Regions from separate parts of the Hordeum vulgare genome. Here regions 2 and 3 are each linked to region 1. A link is a contact called in public Hi-C data. All regions are on one chromosome and are shown on one strand. The core of a region is the stretch at or near the end of the contact, and the rest is flanking DNA. Distances in the headings are between cores, read along the strand shown.

What was found. A called contact is a pair of places that touch in the nucleus more often than the background predicts.
Region 2: a contact with region 1 is called in a Hi-C map of seedling, with 1.9 times the contacts expected there. The contact joins the promoter of LOC123443038 here to the promoter of LOC123443037 in region 1.
Region 3: a Hi-C map of seedling shows a contact between it and region 1, with 7 times the contacts expected there. The contact joins the enhancer-like site here to the promoter of LOC123443037 in region 1. A contact is called at or near these places in 4 of 6 Hi-C or Micro-C datasets (leaf and seedling) and 1 of 1 datasets of contacts at active chromatin or transcription factors (embryo).

The regions. Positions count from the first base shown.
Region 1 is chr3H:76,208,809-76,213,518 of MorexV3_pseudomolecules_assembly, forward strand. LOC123443037 (acyl-protein thioesterase 1 homolog 1) reads left to right here and starts at 2,192. Exons shown (of 10, transcript XM_045119261.1): 1 at 2,192-2,308; 2 at 2,748-2,859; 3 at 2,956-3,061; 4 at 3,869-3,905; 5 at 3,987-4,056; 6 at 4,183-4,287; 7 at 4,544-4,694. The coding sequence starts at 2,826.
Region 2 is chr3H:76,582,519-76,587,228 of MorexV3_pseudomolecules_assembly, forward strand. It overlaps LOC123443038, which reads right to left and starts at 2,004. Exons shown (of 2, transcript XM_045119262.1): 1 at 1,868-2,004.
Region 3 is chr3H:75,928,412-75,933,121 of MorexV3_pseudomolecules_assembly, forward strand. No RefSeq gene overlaps it. Among protein-coding and RNA genes, the nearest start is that of LOC123443037, 280 kb to the right of the region's middle. Within about 2 kb of position 2,245, at least 3 of the 3 cell types and tissues checked have open chromatin away from gene starts, as enhancers often do. A contact at or near this core is called in leaf and seedling, where this site is marked.

The DNA.
Region 1 (4,710 bases), core at 942-3,441:
TACATGGTATTAAAAATGGTCGACTTGGTCCTGCTATCTCCCATTTACTGTTTGCAGATGACATTATTTTCTTTGCAAGAAGTGACAGGAGGAGTGTACAAGCTTTGAAAGATACCCTTCACCTATATTGTCAGGGCTCTGGACAAAAGATTAATTTGGATAAGTCTTCTATCTTCTTTGGTAATGGTTGTCCGGAGGTGATCAAGAATGAGGTTAAACATATCCTTCGTGTTTTCAATGAGTCTCTACAAGATTCTTATCTTGGCATGCCAACAGAAGTGGGGCGATCACCTACTATGACTTTCAAATTTTTGTATGATCGCATGTGGAAGCGTATCAATGGAATGTCTGATAGACCATTGTCTAGGAAAGGAGTGGAGATTCTTTTAAAATCTGTGATTCAGGCGATTCCAACATACATTATGAGTTGTTTCCATCTTCCCATTGGTACTTGCGAGCAAATGAGGAGAAATATTGTGAATCAGTGGTGGGGTTTTGCTGATGGTAATCGAAAGATGCATTGGCGTTCATGGGACTGGTTGCCATGTCCGAAATCTATGGGTGGACTTGGTTTCAGAGATATGAGTATGTTCAATCAAGCTATGTTAGGCAAGCAATGCTGGCGGCTAATCACAGAACCAAATACATTATGTGCTCGTGTCCTTAAGGGACGTTATTTCCCAAATACAGATTTCTGGAGCGCAAAATGTCCACGGTCTGCTTCCTATACTTGGTGAAGTATTCTTCATGGCATGTAGCTTGTCAAGAAAGGTGTCCGATGGGGTGTGGGTAACGGCGCTTCCATTAGGATTCAGGATGATCATTGGATTCCTGGTGTCAATCCACAGTTTTTACATCTGCTGACTCCTATATCGGCTGGACAGAAGGTTAATTCGCTCTTTGCTGGTGATGGCCTCACTTGGAATACTCAACTAGTCTGATCTGTCTTTGAGGAATCGATTGCGGATCAAGTTCTACAACTTCCCATCAGTCGGTTTGGGGACACTGACTTTGTGGCATGGCCACATACACGTTCTGGTACATACTCGGTCCGATCTGCCTATCATTTGGCAAGGGTGACAAAGATGATCATATCCCGCAGCATGTCAGGTCGTGGTTTGTCTTCTAATCTACAATGTGAAACTATTTCATGGAACAAAATTTGGGCAATCAAGGCTCCGGGAAAGATGTTGATAAGTATTTGGAGATTCGCTCATGATTGCTTGCCATCAGGAATGCAACTTCACCGACGACATATCCCTGCTTCTAAGGTTTGTGTCCATTGTTCTGCAGATGAGCACATAGAACATGCATTGCTATTTTGTCCTTATGCAAAAGCGGGTTGGTCTGATGTTAAAGCCTACTTCAACTTGCATCTTTGTCGGAAAGGATTCAAAAATTGCAAAACATGGATCTTTGAGTTTTTGGCAAGTTGCGATGACCTTTCTGCCACAGTTCTTGCAGTCACGTGTTGGCATATTTGGGATGCTAGAAATAAACTACGAGAAGAAAATATTACTCAGCATCCTACTAGTGTGGCTCTGAAAGTTAAAGCTTATGTTGACATGATAGTGCAGCATTTGTACATTACTTCTACCAACCATAGGCGTGAACCCTCTACAACAGCATCCTCGGTTCCGCCGCCGACAGGTAAGGTGATGATTAACGTTGATGCTGTCATTTTTACACATGACAAGAGCATGGGGGCAGGTGTGGTGATGCGAGAACATTTAGGTTCTTGCATCGTTTGTTATGGTATTGGTGTTCCTGATGTGATCCTTCCTGAGTTAGCGGAGGCCATTGCAATTCAGAGAGGATTGCAATTTGCATTGAGTGAAGAAATTCAGGAAGTCTTGGTTCTGATTGCTTGACAGTTGTCCGGCGTGTCAACTTACTGGACCAAGATCGATCTATTTGTGGTTCTGTGATTCAGGACATTAAGCAACTTAAGACTTTGTTCACTAGTTGTTCTATCTTTCATGTGCGTAGGGAGCAGAATGTTGCTACACATCTGTTAGCTCGATCTTGTAATCAGCTAGAGTGTCGCGTTTGGTGTGGTGTGTCCCCGAAATGTATCCAGGATGCTATTTGTATGGATATTATGCCATAATCTATAAAGTGGGTTTGATATAAAAAAAACGAGAAAGAGGAAACCCCACACCGCTGCCGCTCCGAAGGAGAACCGAGGAGAAAGATCCGGACGATACGAGCTGAGCTCCCATCGCATCGCCCGGCGCCTCGCAACAACACCCGCTCGCTGCTTCCCTCGTCCTCAGCTCCGCCGAATCGCGTCGCCGCCGGCCGAGAGGTTCGCAGCCCCGATCCACCTCCTCCCTCCTCCCCGCCACCGCCACCCCCACCCCCAGGCGCGCGGTCGGCTACTTTTCTCTCCCGAGTCCTGTAGCTTGCCACTGTTCCATTCCTGGGCGTGCCTGCCACCCCCATCACGCGCGCTCAGGTGGCGCAGTGCAGTGGTGGTGGTGGAGCACTGGGACTGGGAGGCAAGCGCGGGCCGTGTGGTGCCCCCCTGGGCCCCCTCACCCCTGTCCTGGCACCGGCAGCAATCTCTCCCGTAGATTCGATTCCATCCCCCCCCCCCCCCCCCCCCCGCACTCACTCCCATAAGAGAAAAGACGCTCCCCTTTCCGCCGCCCAAATCCCTCCTTTCTCTTCCCCATCCCTCCCTCGTACGCACGCACGCACGCACGCACTCGCGCTTCGCTTTTATTAACCCGTTTGCTGCCCAGGCCATTGGATTCGTGGCGTTGGCGAGCGTGGTCGCCAGCAGGAGAGGAGGGACGGCGGCGGCGGCGACTGTTCGCGGGATGAGCTTCGGCGGCGCCAGCTCCGTCGCGGCCGGTACGTATTATGCCTCTGATTCATTGTGATTTGTGCCCCTCGTTCGTTTGATGCGCCGGCTTTGATGTGCTGGGCGGGACGGTGGGTGGCTTGCAGGTGCGAAGCGGCCGTTCGAGTACGGGAGGACGCATGTGGTGAGGCCCAAGGGGGCGCACAAGGCCACCATCGTCTGGCTTCACGGCCTCGGCGACAATGGAGCCAGGTACGCAACCGCCCTTTCCCCCTTCTTTCCTTCCAGGTTCAGCTTGTCTGGATGCATTCATGGATTCACAGATATCGGACGTCCTGTCTGTTCGTACTGAATTTTTCGATGAATCTCGTGTATGTTCTCCATGTCTCTCAACCAACTGTACTTTAGATAGAATGCGGCACGGAACCATCTCACTGTCCTTCTGTTTGTGATAGCGGTTTGTGGAAATCAATCTCCCTTCCCAATAAACATGTAAGCTGATGATACCGATCTCCTGAATCATCTTTTTGGGTGAATAGATATCTACGCCACATTTTCAATGATCAATGGATTAAAATCTGTTACTCCCTCCGATCCATATTAATTGTCGCTGATTTAGTACAAAGTTGTACTAAATACACTCGCTAATATGGATCGGAGGGAGTATAATATTTTCTACTGTCTCGGACGGCATAGTCACCATTGCTGAATGTTCATTAAATACACTTGTTTTGGCATAAATTACTGCATTTTTATTGGCAAGAAAGGTATCCTCTGTGCTAGCATGATTTCAAAGAAACGGTGTGCTATTCTTGAAATTGTTTAAAAGGGGTTTATGGGGCGTGGACATTTGGATTTTTCGTTCAGCTGTGTGACCCGTCTCCACGCCTTCTGATGTTGCTGCCGGCGTGTCATTTACATCATGGAGAGCAAGCTGAGCGGAACATGACGTGGGTGTATCACGCGCTAGACCAGCTCTAATTTAAAACTACGCATCACCATTAAAAATTATTTTTAGATAAACCAACAGACATAATTGATGTTATGTTATATTTGCAGCTGGTCTCAACTGTTGGAAACTCTTCCCCTTCCTAATGTAAGTTAGGATCTAGAGTTCAGTTTTCAAGTATGTTCCTATTGGAAGTCTTTATGATTCTCTGATTTGCTACCGCTTCAGATAAAATGGATTTGCCCAACTGCACCTACGAGGCCCGTGGCAATTTTTGGTGGATTCCCATCTACTGCATGTATGTTCTGTAACATGTGAATTTTCTTATTTATCTCTTGGATGTATCGTGCTAACTCCTTTTGGCATAGCTATTTGTTTTGATAGGTGTGTGCTGATATGGTTTTGTCTTTTTCTGGGATCACAGGGTTTGACGTTGCTGATCTTTCAGAAGATTCTCCTGATGATGTTGAGGGGCTGGATTCCTCAGCTGCACATGTTGCAAATTTATTGTCTACCGAACCTGCAGACAGTATGGTTCCGCGTCAATTTCCGTTTGTCTACTTTCTTTAAACGCGTTCTTATCAAGCACACACCAGATATGAAAAGACATTCCTCGTTATTATCTGTTTGTCCGTTAGCATTTTTTTTACATCTCTAGATGCTTGTAAAGGTCATGCATATTTCCCAAGAACCAAGCTATTTTGTTCTCATATGTTGATAATTCAATAGAATGGACTCTACCAGGGTCTTGTTCATCACTAAAAGTTTTACATTAATCATCGCAGTCAAGCTTGGTGTTGGTGGCTTTAGTATGGGTGCTGCTACTGCGCTTTACTCCGGTACTTGCTTTGCTCATGGAAAATATGGAAATGGCAATCCATACCCTGTAAACCTAAGTGTGGCTGTTGGTCTCAGTGGCTGGCTCCCATGTGCCAGGTTTGTGCTGGTATGT
Region 2 (4,710 bases), core at 754-3,253, 370 kb after region 1:
TCCCCCCCTCTTCTATCTGTCCAATTTGATAAACATGGCAGGAGTGTCCATCACGAAGGGCTGTTGTCAGGTGTTCTCACCATTACACCCGATGTTTATCTTTGTTACTCCCTCCTATCCCAATTAATTGACGCTGCTTTAATACAACTTCGTACTAAAGTTATACTAAAGCAGCGTTAATTAATGAATTGGAGTACCGCAGATAAGAAATTCACAAATTAATAAAATAATGCATCACAGACATAATGATAAGAAATTAAGTTAAACCTAAAGCAATTTGATTTCTTGTTATCCAAAGACAGATAGCGGCGTTTGATAAGTCGCATTTATGTATATGGTGATGAGACCAAATTTGTTTTCTAGTTTAGACCAAAGAGATTGTTTTCATCAGATGTTATGTGGGGAATCCCTTAGCAGAGGAGGAAGCCCGCAACAGCTGCACCTGAGTTGGAATGGGCTAGACAGAAATCAGGACTATTTTTTTATTATGGAAGGGTCTTGTATCGTTAACCTGAAGTCGGTTCAATAGAACCGGCAGCAATCACGGTCTGCAAGAGAGTTTGAGTCGAATCAGAGTTATATCCGTTGAGGGCACCAAATCCTCAAGTCGGATGTATAAAGCCCCCTAACTGCATCGATTGATTCAAGCTATCCATAACTAATATATGTCTCCCTAATCTCTTTCTGCTCTCTCCTATTCTCATCCATGTTTTCATGTCTCAATAGGAAACAAAGTCTTACAAACGAGAGGAAAAAAGGGGGGCAGGAAAGGAGAAAGGTGAATTCAACACACTAGTAGGAAGCCCTTCTTTGCTCTCTCCTATGCCCGTTATTCTCTGCTCGTACACTGGATACCGTCCCCCCTCGCTGATGGCTCATCAGCCCTCTAGCCATCATGGTAACAGGTATCCCCTTCGATCCAGAGGCTCTAACACTAGAAATGTTTATGAAAGTATAGTAGCAAAACTACCATCCTTTTAGACAGAATCGTGCTAAGCATATGTAGAAGGGTAGACAGTATGATATGATGAACTGACTTCTCATCCTGTAGTGAACATAAATAATGAACGTTCCACGCATAACACCACGAGATGTTTAATACAGCCACATAAAATTTAATCAGCACACCCATCTAAACGGAACATAAGTGTGTGTTCACAGTTTTGCATAATCTGTATGAACTATGAAGCACCAAGCTTGTTTATTTTTTTTGGAGAAAAGAAAGAGATATCCATACACATGGGGCCAAGATTAACAAAATATGTAAAAGGATAAAATCCAGTGAGCAACCCTGTATCACCAGCAAGGTATAAAGGTGTGAGTTTCATCGAATTAAACCATACAAAACATCATACTACTAACAGTAAAAATCCAAGAGAGTCAGCCGGCAATTCCTAAATCCAAGAGTAAAGATAAAACCCGGGGCGAAGGCATGGGTGACGGCCTGCATGACAGGACTGCAATTTATATCAAACCGGCAAGATCGACCCTGGCCTGCAGCAGGCGAGAAGGGACGGGAGGAGGAGGATTTGCAGGAGCAGCTGCCGCGACGGGGAGGAGAGGGAGATGTGGTTGCACGAGCAACCGTCGAGCCGGGGAGGAAGGAGATGCAGGGGGTAAGAGTGCGTGGGGGACGGGAGGAGTAGGAGGAGAAAGGGGACGATGAGGGGGGCACGGGGGATATACCTGCTCTCCCAGCGACGCCCCCTCGGCGGGAGGGGGCCGGCTGCCGGATCTTAAACCGGCGACGAGGTGTAGCCGCAGGGGAGACGAGTGGATAGGTAGGAGAAGGGTGGGGAAGGGCGACGGGGAGTAGTAGGGGAGAAGAAGGAAGATGAGGCGGAGGGGAGGGGGAGGAAACTTGTACCTCCACAGCAGCGAGGCGCGGCGGACCTTTCTGCGGCGGCGATGTGGACGGCGGCGACGTGGGCGAGATCCAAGGGAGCCGCGCGAGAAGGAGAGAGTGGTGTGAGTAGTAGAGACCGCGGAGCGACCACGCGAATAAACCCCTTTCCCCCTATATTTTTTCTTGGAAAGGCGTAGTTCCTCGGATTATCCTATGTCTCAGTCGATTTATAGTTTTGTGCATATAATAAAATCTCGCTTTGACCTAGAAAAGTACTGCTCCCTCCGTCCATAAATATAGGTTGTTCTGTTTTTTTCTTCTAAATCAAAGTTATATAGACATGTTTTAGTTTATTTCTTCGTTTATTTCAGTTTGTATGTAGTTCATATTAAAATATTCAAAACGTCTTATACTTTTGAAGGGAGAGAGAACTAGTTTGTACATCAAATTCGTGATTTCTATTATAAAAAGGAATGGTCGGTGTTAAAAGGGTGACGGTGGGTGCTTTTGATTAGTGTGTTTTTCACTAGTTAATTCGGTTCGACAATGCGGTTTCTAGGTAAATATGGTTGTGATACATCAACAAATACTATATTGATTTATAATTCGATTAGGTTTTTATAAATTTATTTTAATTTGACTTTGGTATGTATCGTATAATCATAGTTTGACGCAAATTTGTTCAAAATGAGGAAATCATATTTTTTGTCTTGTGAGTATATTTTATAACTATATATGTTATATCGATCAACAAACAACGGAAAGAAATCGATTGAGCCTATTTTAGTCAATAGCATAACCAGTTCCCATTTATGAACACTCACATAGTACAACTATAGCGTTAGTATCAGGGCAGTTTTTTGTTAAGGTTTTTTTAAAAGAGATTGGAATTGCTTTGTACTAACATAATTGTTGTAGTTAAATATTCATTGAATTCCAGAAGGATGTCGAATGGAGTCAGTGACATTGTAATTTTCCTTATTCCCAAGAAAAAACATGTAGTCGAGCATAAGTTTTTTCTGTCCAATCTGCATCTATAATATTGTATACAAGATTATTTCAAAGCATCTCGTAAATAGACGGCGGCATTTTCTTGATGGGTTGATCACTCTCACCTAAAGTGCTTTCATCTTTAGAAGAATGATCACTAATAATGCACTCATTTCCTCTAATGTTTGTATACTCTGTTGTCGTCTCGGGATGAGCGTTCAAATTATTGTGTGTACAAGCTTGACTTGGCTAAGGCAAAACAGGCGTAACATAATGGCATATTCTTAATGGGTTGAATGCTTTGGGTTTCTCTTCGAAATGGATTAACTAACTTATGAAACTACATAATGCCCCGCACGTTGCTGCGAAAACATTGCTAAAAATGGATAAATAGTTGTTATAAAAAAAATCTAAAACTAATGAAAAACGAATGTAAGCTTAAAAACAATATAATACAAAGCGTATAAAAGAGAGTAAAAATTACATGTTAAATATAATTTCTAACAAAATATAAAGGGTGAACTCTAATGCAAAAAACTACTTATGACTAATATGCATGAATTGATGATGTTGATGATGTAACACCATTGCATACGTAGAGTAATGCAAAAGATGTTATTTATGTCTTACATGCATATTTGTTTATGTGTCATGGTTGCATGAAAATTAGGTAGTGGGATGTAGCTATTTAGAAATAGAGGATGTGTGACCAAGGGAAACAAACGGTGCTCACTTGGTCAGCCGCTGGACTCTTTGTGCCTACTCGTGGTATTCTCCAAGATGATCCTCTCACCTCATAATTGTTTCTCTTCGTGACTGACGCTTTGGCCGCATTGCTGAATGCTAGCATATCTAGGCCCAGTTCTTTTCACCCTGGATTCTAGAGAATCAGGATTATGGGAAATTCTTCCAGAATCTGCTTCTCCCAGAATCTGTCATCGAGTTCTTTTCAGAGATTGTAATTTGAGATTTCGGAGAGTGTTGTGTGTTGAAATGTCTATACTGCCCTTAGACAGAAGTTGTTTGATGATTTGTTAACACTCTATTGTTTCTAACAGTAACGAAAGTGTATTTTACGGATGTCATAAAAAGTGTTAAATATTACAATGGGTTTAAAGTTTTGTTCATGACCGCAAGTGCATAAACTAAAAACAAAAGAATACTCTCAAGGTACAAGACTAGCAGCAATAGCATCATGTGTTGCATTCATATTTCATGGTACCATCATCTTCTGGTGGTAGAGCGTTGGCACCTGTAAACGGCAATGGAGGTTGCACGTATGCATCATTGTCAAACTTGTCGAAATGCTCATCACGTAACTTGCTATCACGGATCCAATTATGGAGACACATGCATGCAGTGATAATCATTTTTTGGGTCTCCGGTTTGTACCGAGGTATGCCTTCGAGAATTCGCCATTTCATCTTCAGAACACCAAATGTTCTTTCGATGACATTTCGCAAAGAAGAATGTCGATGGTTGAATGTCTCATATCTCCCAACTGGTGGGTGTTGTTGGAAATCTGGTACATGGTATCGTTGCCCTTTGTATGGTGCTAGATAACCAACCCTGTTTGGATATCCGGAGTCCACAAGATAATATTTATGTACAGTAGGACATCAACATAAGACATTAGAAATTTATAGCATACCATGTTGAATATTACTACATGGACACATGAGAGAGATTACCTGTGGGGGGGTTGTGGAAAGTGATCATAACGAACTATGGCATCGCTCCATACATGTGTGTCATGAACAGATCTGGGCCATCCGGGAACAAAAAACATCTGGGCCATCCGGGAACAAAAAACGTGAACCTCATATCAAAATCACACACAACCATAGCATTTTCACTTGTGTAACCTTTTCTAT
Region 3 (4,710 bases), core at 995-3,494, 280 kb before region 1:
CACAACAAAAAGGAAAAAAAGTAACTAGGTACATCAGGTGCGCTTTCTCAGTTGATTACATGGTGGAAGTAAACACAGAGGCTGAGGATGCCGAAAAGCACGACGACTATATTTGGCATTAAGCGAGATGAAAGGAAATCTATCTTCAAGCATCTACAGTTTTGGGCCGGCCGAAAAGAGACTTTAAAAGAAATGAAGGTTTGTGGAATATACTGCAACTGCCAAAAAGCATGGTGACTATATTTCGCATTAAACGAGATGAAAGAAAGTCTTTCTGCAAGCATCTACAGTTTCGGGCTGACCCACTAGCAAATTTAAAAGAAATGGAGGCTTGTAGAATACACTATAACCGGTGCTGACGATGCCAAAATGCACGGCGACTATATCTTGAATTAAGAAGATGAAAGCAAGTTTCGATGCGAGCATCTACAGTTCAGAACGGCCCAATAGCGAATTTATAAGAAATGGAGGTTTGTTGAATACACTGTAACCGATGTTAAGGACGCCAAAAAACTGCAGCGACTATATTTCCCATTAAGCGAGGTGAAAGGAAGTCTCGCTGCAAGCATCTTTAGTTTCGGGCTGACCCAATACCGACTTTAAAAGAAATGGAGGTTTGTGGACACCAAAAAGCCCGGTGACTACATCTCGCACTAAGCGAGATGACATGAAGTCTCGCTTGAAGCATCTACAGTTTCGGGCCGACGCATCTTTTTCTTCATTTTTCCTTGTTTTTCTTGGTTTTCTTCTCAGTTTCTATTTTTTCAATAATATTTTTGGTATATGTCTAATACATTTTTAATTCCATTTTGCACATTTTTTTAGGGCATGGTCAATATTTCTTCCTGTACACACTTTTAACATTTTTCAAACCCTTGATTAACATTTACTCCCTCCGTCCCGAATTAAGTGACGCGGAGGGAGAGCTAAGCTAGTATAAATTTGTATACAACTGGCGTCAGTTAAATCGGGACAGAGGTAGTATTAAATAATGGTAACAGTATTTTAATACACGGTCAAAATTTATTATAGAGACAATTAAAATTTCAAATACTTTTTAAATATATTTCTAAATGCTTGATTAACAATTTTTATATACAAAATCAAAAATTTAATCCTTTTTTAAATATATTTTTAAATGCTTGTTCTGATGAATTTGAATGCTTGATAAATATTTTCTAAATAGATGATCAATTTTTATATATTTTCCATATGTGTGATAAACATTTTATCTATAAACATTCAACATTTTAAAATGTTTTTTATAAAGTGTTTTTTGTTTTTTATATATTTATAATATATATAGTAAATAAAAATAAAAAATAAAGAAAAAACGAACGAGAAAACGTAAAAGAAAAAAGAAAAGGTTGTAGCCTCCCATGCAGTTGGCCGGCCCATCTGGACATCCCCAACGTGAGGCTTCCCTGTGTCTCGCTTACAGCGAGATTGGCGCCCGCCAAAAAGGAGTTGGGATACGCCTGAAAAAGGGAGTTGGGGATATGGGAGATACACAGGAGCACTTGGGTGCTCCATCCCTATACTAAAATTATATTCTAAAAGTACCAGGAAAAATCAAAATATGAATCCTTGGGATCTTATGCTTCGGTGCCCGGAGCTTCATAGAAAAATACCAGGAAATGTATCCGTGGCGAAGAAAATACAGTTCAAACTAAAATCCATCGAAACAGTTTTGTCTATACATATGATTTTTTTTGTGTGTTTTTGCCACGGACATGTTTCATTTTTTGAACAAAAATTCACACTGAAGTAGATTAGGCACCCAGGTTTCATATTTCAAAGCCCCAGATATTTTATTTTGAAATTTCCCAGTACATTATTGAACATAATGTGCATACAGGGGTGTGGAGCACCCAGGTGCTACAAATCCTCTTCCTTGGGGATATGGGCTTGATACTGACCTACACAACATACGCCGCAAACTTACCCGTTGTCTCTTCTCGAAAGTCAAAACAAAAGAAAAACTTACCCGTGTTCATTCTCTCTCTCTCAAAAGAAACATTATCATCCAGCGGCTCCAGTTCATCTCTCCGTTTGAGAACTTGCCTAGCGCAGCGACGATCTTTTGTGCTCGAACTCCCCCAACACTGTCACGTGGATCGCCGCAGCGGTGGCAGTGGCTGGACCATTGGGCACCGGGTGATCTGAAGATCCGTTGCAGTGGGTTCGGTTCGGCTAACCACTTGTCTGAGCGCTGCTGACATCTAAGCACTGTCGCCCCGGAGACCTCACTAATATTTGTCCTTTGTCAGATTGCACGATCCCTTGCTTCCGCGCGCTCATCATCTCCTTTGCAGTGACAGCGATGTGCGGTAAAACGAGGATGGGCCCGTGCCACGTTAGTTTTCAGTGTATCCGTGGGCCTGCACTGTACTCTGCTTTGGCCAGTGTCAATGATGACCTTGTGCTTGAACCCATTCAGAGGTTTTCCTCTGCCCGGTACTACAGTGAATGAGTGTCTCGGGTTAGCAAACCCAGTTCTTTTCGCGTGGGAATGAAGGCAACTCCGAGATCATGTTTTATCCCTTTTTTATCCGTTTAAGTCGGTTGCCTGCTCTGTGTCCGCTCTGTTGTAATATACATATTTAGATTAAAAAGGCCCTCGATCATAGATCATGCCAACGCCCAAGAGTTTATACCGATATCATGACAGCGCCCGGCATACATTGTGAGTCTACAGAAAACCACCAAACAGTTCATGCCGGCACACTTGTCAGCGGTCGGCACACGTGCTAGCACACCAAAAGAGACCGGAATTCGACCACGTCATGTCGGTCAGTGGTCATGCGAGCATACTTGTCGGCATACAAAAAAGGGACTGTGATCTCCGTCGCAGATCACAGATGATCGAACTTGAGCATTCCGGCCTCCATCTTCTCGAACCATAGTCTCTTCCTCGGCGACACGGTGTTCAGAGCAACCTTCATGATCTCCGCACCCGTCTTCATGCTTGCCAGGGCCACTTCTTTCGCCTTGGTCTTGGCATTGGCGGCCTCGATCTCGAGCATCTTGGCTTGATTCGTCTCCTCCAACTCAAGCATCTTGGCTTGCTTCTCTGCATCCATCTCGAGCCTCCTTCTTTGGATTTTCATGAAGGCATTCATATGCTCTTCCTTTTCTTGCCCACGCTTCTCCTCCCTCAAGTCCTTCTTGCTTATCATGCCCTCCATTTTTTCAAGCAAGGCGATCGACGCCGCGTCCCGCTTGTCCTCCTTCTTTGAGTTGGTCTTCCCCCGCGATCGTGCCTTCTCGCCGCCATCATGGGTCCTCCACAGCTTCTTTCCCCCCACGCGCCAAGAGGGCGGCATATTGCACCTTGAACTTCTACTCCCCATTGATTATAGTCCAACAATGGGAGAGATGGAAGGCCTTGCCATTGTGTTGAATCTTGAATCCATCCAAAGCTTGGAACACCTACAATTCAAACCAAGCAAGAATATGTCGGCAAATGGAGATGCAATCAACGGGAAAATGTGTGGCACCAAAAGGAAATGAGAGGGCATGCATACCATGTCTTGCATGTCGAGGCCTCTCACGGTGAGTGCCTTGATGCTCTCATAAGTGGCACAAAACTTGTTGCACTCTTGTTGAATCACCCTGCAACGTTTCGGAAGTGACACCCATCCACACTTGCTTTGCATTTGGCACGGGGGGGGGGGGACTTCTTGCGCTCGTGGAACTCATGATGGACACGAGTCCATAAGGCTGAATACTTTTATTCGGCGCCGACCTTCAGGTCTTGCCCAATGTCCCTCCAGCACTCACAAAGGAGCTTGTCCTCGGCCGACATGTATGCCTTCGTCCGCTTGCTCTTGCGATTCGGCTTCGCCCCAGCAGCAGTTTGGTTGGCGAGCTCCGGCGGGTAGACGTGGAAGTCCGGAATTGGCTGCATGGAAGACGCACGCGACGACTCCGGCTGCATCATCCGAGGATATGCTGATGAGCACGTGTTGGTTGCGTCCGCGGCAACGATGGCCTTGACAAGCCCATGAGAGCTAGGGTTTACCCCTAGGTACAACAAGCCCTCCCTGATTGTCGCCTCCACCCCGAGCATTGGTGTATTCCTGCTGTGCGGCAATAGCGATGGCGACGGCGGGATCTGCCTCACCCCTTGCATCCTGTTGGTGCCTCCGTCCCTTCCTCTTGGCCGACTCCATAGCCCGCTCCTCGGGCGGCCCGGCGGTCTTGCGGGGTCGGCACCGGACGAGGCGAGGGAGGCAAGGCCGGCGACGGCCTCGAGGTCGTCGTCCATGGCGGTGAGAGCGGGCGCAGGAGTGAGCAGGAGGGTTTGGGGAAAGTGGAGGGGAAAAGTGGCCGATTTGCCGCCAACTGGCGGGCCAGGGAGGGGAGTAGGCACACGTCGCGTGCATCTGCTTCGTGTCTGCGCCGACGCAAATCATGCTCAAAATGGGCCGGGAATGGGTTGGCAGGCTCGCAAAAAGCGGGCGCGCGTCTGTTTTGGTTGGCGCATTGGGCCAACTTTTTATCCGCACGGACCCAAACGGACGACGACACACGAAATGGGTCGCCCCGTTGGAGTTGCTCCGATGGGCGGCTCATTTCTTTCCCATGCGCATGGGTCGCCCGAACACAAAACATGACCGAACGCGTCCATGTAAACGGATAGATGTTCGTTTTTTACCGTCGTGACCCATTTTCTGTCTAAATTAGACCGGGTTTGCATCGACGCGG